Regions from separate parts of the Triticum aestivum genome. Here region 1 is linked to region 2. Evidence: chromatin contacts called from public HiCAR-type data. All regions are on one chromosome and are shown on one strand. Each heading gives the region's core, a stretch centred on a gene start, on an enhancer-like site or on the middle of the called end of the contact. The rest is flanking DNA. Distances are from core to core; before and after follow the strand shown.

The links. HiCAR-type assays count read pairs that join an accessible place to other places.
Region 1: a HiCAR-type map of leaf shows a contact between it and region 2, with 5 times the contacts expected there. The contact joins the promoter of LOC123122601 here to the promoter of LOC123122597 in region 2. A contact is called at or near these places in 2 of 5 Hi-C or Micro-C datasets (both in leaf) and 1 of 1 datasets of contacts at active chromatin or transcription factors (leaf).

What each region holds. Positions count from the first base shown.
Region 1 is chr5D:447,464,944-447,467,772 of IWGSC CS RefSeq v2.1, reverse strand. It overlaps LOC123122601 (mavicyanin), which reads right to left and starts at 1,401. Exons shown (of 2, transcript XM_044542824.1): 1 at 1,144-1,401; 2 at 325-999. The coding sequence starts at 1,315. The coding sequence ends at 644. LOC123122600 (probable protein phosphatase 2C 70) reads left to right here. Exons shown (of 11, transcript XM_044542823.1): 10 at 1-36; 11 at 118-457. The coding sequence ends at 124.
Region 2 is chr5D:447,289,832-447,292,531 of IWGSC CS RefSeq v2.1, reverse strand. LOC123122597 (cytochrome b561, DM13 and DOMON domain-containing protein At5g54830) reads left to right here and starts at 1,271. Exons shown (of 1, transcript XM_044542818.1): 1 at 1,271-2,700. The coding sequence starts at 1,544.

The DNA.
Region 1 (2,829 bases), core at 152-2,651, 180 kb before region 2:
GCAATCTGCGGTCACCGACGAAGAGATGCGGCCCAGGTAAGCAAGATTCCTCTGCTGAAGCAACACATATTACAGATTTTGAAATCCCACATTGTAAAACCTGAGCTACTCTTTCAGAATCTGAGCCCCTCCCCTGTCCCCTTTGTGAACAGCGAGCCTGATGCCCCAAAGACCCCGTCGTCGTCGAAGTAGCGCTCCGAGGCAAAGCGATGGTCAGAAGGTCGTGACCCGGTCGAAACAGCAGCGCTCCAAGGCCAAGCCACATGGTTCAGAAAGGGTCTAATCGGTGATAGACAAAATCAGATAGCAGTAAGTGAAGTGGTGTATATAACAGAGGGATTCTATTCAACAATTCCCATAGGGTTTGTTCTTGTAGCCTTTTGTCCAATATACATAGCTGTCGATCTTGGTTGGTGGATATGGGTTGTGGATAAATTGCAGAGCTTTTTTTTTCCCAGCGTTTTGGATCTATCTTGATGAATTGCAACTGCCGTGGTCATCCATGAGTACATTCTACTGATACTCGAAATGCAGATGCGGTTACATTACATCAGGAAAGCTAGCTAGTTAAATGCGCCCCAACTAGTTATACTAGATTAGAGACCACGTCTCGGTCAATTGCTGCAGATGATACTCCTAGGAACTAAAGGGCAATGATGGCAGCAGCTCCCAGCGCGGTGGCCGCCGCTGCCGCTGCCGGCCACGCCCCTGCGGCGAAGGAGGAGGAGGAGGAGGAGGAGGAGGGGGGATTGTCGGCGCCGGGGGCGGGCGGGGGGTAGATCTCTGGGCCGAGATCGAAGATGCGGACGGTGATGGCGACCTTCATGCCGGCCTGGCAGAAGCCGTTGCCGCAGATGAAGAAGTAGGTGCCGGGGTGCGGGAGCGGGATGAAGTCCTTGCCGGAGGTCCAGTTGCCGGTGACCCCGTCCATGGTGCAGTTGTCGTAGCCGGTCTCGTTCACCGCGAACACGTTGTGCGTCCCCTTCTGGTACCGGAACGCTGCAAATCAGGAATGAGTGAGGCGGCAGGGAAGTAGTAGTAGATCTGGTGGAGCTGGAGCTAGGGGAGGGGAGAGGGGAGGGGAGGCCGAGGTGAAGAAAAGAGAGAGAGAGAGAGAGGGTGAGGGTTTTTCTTTGGGCATACAGATGAGGTCGCCGACGTAGAAGGTCTGGTTGGCGGACCAGCTGGAGTAGTTGATGTTGGGGTTCCACCCGCGGTTGGCCCCCACGATGTGGTCCGTCGCGCCGGAGAGCCCCACCGCGCACCCCGCCACCACCACCCCGGCCACGGCGAGCAACAGCGCCCTGGACGCCATTGCTCAGCTCTCACCTCTAGAGAGAGTGAGCAGAGGAGGAGAGTGGCGAGCAGAGTGAGCAGTGAATGGGGAAAGCAAGCAGAGCACGGGGGCATCAGTGGCATATAAGTAAATTGCTCGTGCCAGGGCGCACTCATTGGTGGTCTCGTGCACATGACATCCTGGCCCACTCCTGGCCGGCGCAGCAGGAAGCGAGCGAGTTTTTCTCCTGCAGATTCGTCCGAGATTTTGAGTTTGAAACTTTTTTGAATCCCTACGCGCCAACCGAGGCAAGTCGCCCGCAAAAGTTTGCCGGTGGGGCAGTTCAAACATAAAAAAAGTTTGCCTCTTGCGCTCCGTGGTCGCCTTCTGTGCTAAGCAACGCATACACATGCCACAAATGCCGGAGCAATTCCATGGCGATGCCGAAAGCGCACTCTAGGAGGGAGAGTTACAATGATAGTAATGAAATTACAGGAAAGGCAGCAGTAGACTGATAGAGGCGTGAAGCTCTAGAGAGCACAAGAATATATTCTCATAATGGTGCTGGCTGAAAGCTTTTACAACCTTACAAGCAATTTCAGGATTGGATTGCCACGTTACTTTCCTCTTCCTCTTTGCGATTCCTCCTCAACGGGTTGCCCGTGCCTTCTATCAAACATGGCCGAGGGCTTTGATAAGGGGACCCCCATTCTCCGCCTTGCGATTGACCCTCTCCCTCAAATCCTCGACCTTGCAACTAGTAAAGGCATTAGACATAAGATTCGAGGACGTGGCGCCATGGTGTGTACATTCCTCTATGCGGACGACACGACCATTTTTATGGCTCCAATTAAGAGGGGCATGGAAAACCTCTCGGCCATCTTAAGGGTTTGGCGATGTGACAGGCCTTTGCACCAACTTCCGTAAAAGTTCGGTGGTGCTCATTTGATGCAATCATCTTGATTCGGGGCATATCCTCCACAGCGCTCCGACAACTAGAGCTTATTTCCCTATGGAATACTTGGGCCTCCAAGTCTTGGTTTGGCAACTTAGGAAGGTTGACTTCCAATATCTTGAAGACAAAGCAGCCAAAAAATTGCTAGCTTGGGAGGGCAAAACATCACCATCATTCGGCGCATGACCCTCGTCAAATCGGTTATCACCTCCAAAGCGGTGTACTCATCATGCCCCTTATTGTGCCGCAGGGCTCTCTTCATAACCTCAACAAGATGAGAGGGCTTTCCTTTGGTCTAGCTCAGACAAGACGACGAGGGCCAAGTGCAAGGTCAATAAAGAGGTGGTTTTTCGTCCTTCGAAATACCGAGGCCTTGGGGTCCTGAAACCGACAAATTTGCACGTGGTTGCCGCTGAGATGGCCTTGGTATGAATGGAATGAGCCAAACAAGCTTTGGGTTGGGTTGGGTAACCCATGCAACGAGGAAGGCCTTGATTTCTTTTATGCCTCCACCGCTATCACTGTTGGCAATGATGCCAAAACACCTTTCTGGGATTCCCCTTGGCTACTTGGGCGTAGGCCCGAGGATATTGCTCTG
Region 2 (2,700 bases), core at 22-2,521:
AAAAAACTAGCAAAGAAAACCAACTACAAATCAATATATTCCTTTTTGGCGCACGTCATCACCCTCGATGTCTTTGTCGTCCATCCTTTCACCTCTTCTCCGCGTCGCCGCCCTCCTCCTCTCCCTCGTCATTGTTGTGTATGGCACTATTCTCACCGGTGACGCCGAAACCCTAGAGGTAGGAGCCGAGACCCAATCGACATGCATGTCAGCGTGTCACCGACCTCGTTGCATCGACCATCCACCTTGCCTCGCCATTCCCTGACCCTTTCCCCTCCCCCTTTCTCGTCTTTCTTCCTTTTTATCTTTCTTCTCTCCGCCCTTCATCTGTCGTTCATCTCCTCGTGCTGAATGGTCCGCCGTGATTGCGTTCTAAGAACCGGGTCAAAAAATGTTACGAAATCTAGAATTTTTCTATGGATCGAATGCCACGACTTCAGTTGGCCCCTTGGATGCCCGTGAAAAAAAACCGATATTTTTCATCTACAAGATTCACTACTAGTGGTTTGAGAAAAAAAAGCTGATGCCGGTATAATTGCTTTTATATTGTTAGTTATTAGTAGCTAAAACAAACAATCGACCCCTGATCCACCGACCACGAGCATTCTTTGACGGTCAAACAAAAAAACCAACAAAGAAAACCAATAAAACCAACTACAAATCATTATATTCCTTTTGGGCGCATGTCATCCCCATTTTCGGCGTCTTTGTCGTCCATCATTTCACCACACTTTCTTTTCTGTGTCGCCGCCCTCATCCTCCCCCTCCTCGTCATTGTTGTGTATGGTGCTACTCTCGCGAGTGACCAACGATGACGCCGAAGCCCTCCATTCCCCTCCCCCTTTCTCGTCTTTCCTCTTTTTTTTCTTCCTTCTCCTCTCCGCCCTTCATCCGCCGTCCATCTCCTTGTGTTGAACGGTCCGCCGTGCATTGCATTCTAAGAACCGAGTCAAAAAATGCTAGGAAATCTAGAATTCTTCTATTGATCGAATGCCACGACTTCAGTTCGCCCCTTGGATCCGTCGGTGCAAAAAACCCGGATATTTTCCATCTAAGATTCACTACTAGTAGTATAGTTATAGAAAAATCACTACTAGTGGTTCAAGAAAATGCCACGTTTTCATTTCGGCTCGACAAAATGACACATCTTTTTCTCTCTCTCTTTTTTTTTCTCGATTCTTTGGAAAAAATAACACGTCCTCGCCTCTCTAACACGTGGGGCCTGGAGGACCACCTGCCAGTGACTGACAGTTGTAGGCGCTGCCGGTGGTGCTTCCCTACCAGCACCGCACCGGCCCAGTCGCCTCGCCACCACCGCCACACCAAACTGCGGCGGTCGCATCCCCACCCCACCTCCGAATATCCACCGCCCCCGGCCGCCTCGCCTCCCACGCACGCCACCGTCCCGCCGCCCGCCCTCCTCCCCCGAACCCAGCCCCAACCCCACTCCAACCTCCCCCCAGATCCCAACCCCCCGCCGCCCCGCCGGGCCAGATCTCGATCCAAGGATCCGCCGCGGCGTGGCGGGCCGCCGGGTGATCCCATGGCCCCCGCCTTGGCCCCCCTCCTCGCCTGCCTCGCGATCCTGGCGGCCGTGGCGGACGCGGCGTGCCGGCACACCAACCTGACGGCGGGCTTCGCGGCAGACCTCACCATGCTGCAGCACCAGCTGCGGGGCACGGTGCGCCTCGACCCCTCCGGCGCCTGCGCGCTCCAGCTCACGCGCTTCGACCTCCTCGCCGCCTCCCCGTCCGCGCGCTTCTGGGCCGCCGACGGCCCTTCCCTCGACGACCTCGCCAAAGGCCGCCCCTTTTCGCCGCTCCCGCTCAACGCCACCTTCCGCAACGAGACGCTCCGCCTCCCCTTCTCCGCCCCGCTGCCGCCGCTCCTCGCCATCTTCGACCCCGACACCTCCTCCGACCTCGGCCACGTCTTCCTCTCCGCCGCCTCCAACTCCTCCAACGCCACCGCCGCTCTCGCCTCCCGGATCGCCACGCCCACCATGTTCGACAACTGCGTCCAGCTCTCTGAGGGCTACCGCCTTCGCTGGACGCTCAACGCATCCGCCGGCGAGGTCGACATCGGCCTCGAGGCCGCGGTCGGCTCCGAGTACTACATGGCCTTCGGGTGGGCTGACCCCAAGGCCAACTCCCCCGCCATGGTCCGCTCCGACGTCGTCGTCGCTGGCTTCACCGAGGAAGGTATGCCGTTCGCTGAGGACTACTACATTACCGACTACAGTGAGTGCACCATGGGGAAGGATGACCTGCCTGTGTCCGGAGTGTGCCCGGACAGTGCTTACGATGACGGGAGGAACGATTCCAGGCTGGTTTATGGGCACCGGCGGGATGGTGTGTCTTTCGTCAGGTACAAGAGGAAACTCGACAGTGAGGATGACAAATATGATGTGCTTGTTGGTGCCACGGAGGAGATGGCTGTGGTCTGGGCCATCGGAAAGCTGCGTCCGCCGGACACTTTGCGGCCGCACTACCTTCCGCAGAATCATGGGGGTCCGAGGGATGAAACCTTTGGGTTGATGAGGCTCAATTTGTCCGAGGCAGTGGACAGTTGCCTTGGACCGTTGGATGCCGACAATAAGCAAGACCAGGACAGGATCATTGCCGACGGGAAGACGCCACTGGTTGTGACATCCGCTCCAGCAGTGCGCTACCCAAACCCACCAAACCCTGACAAGGTGAT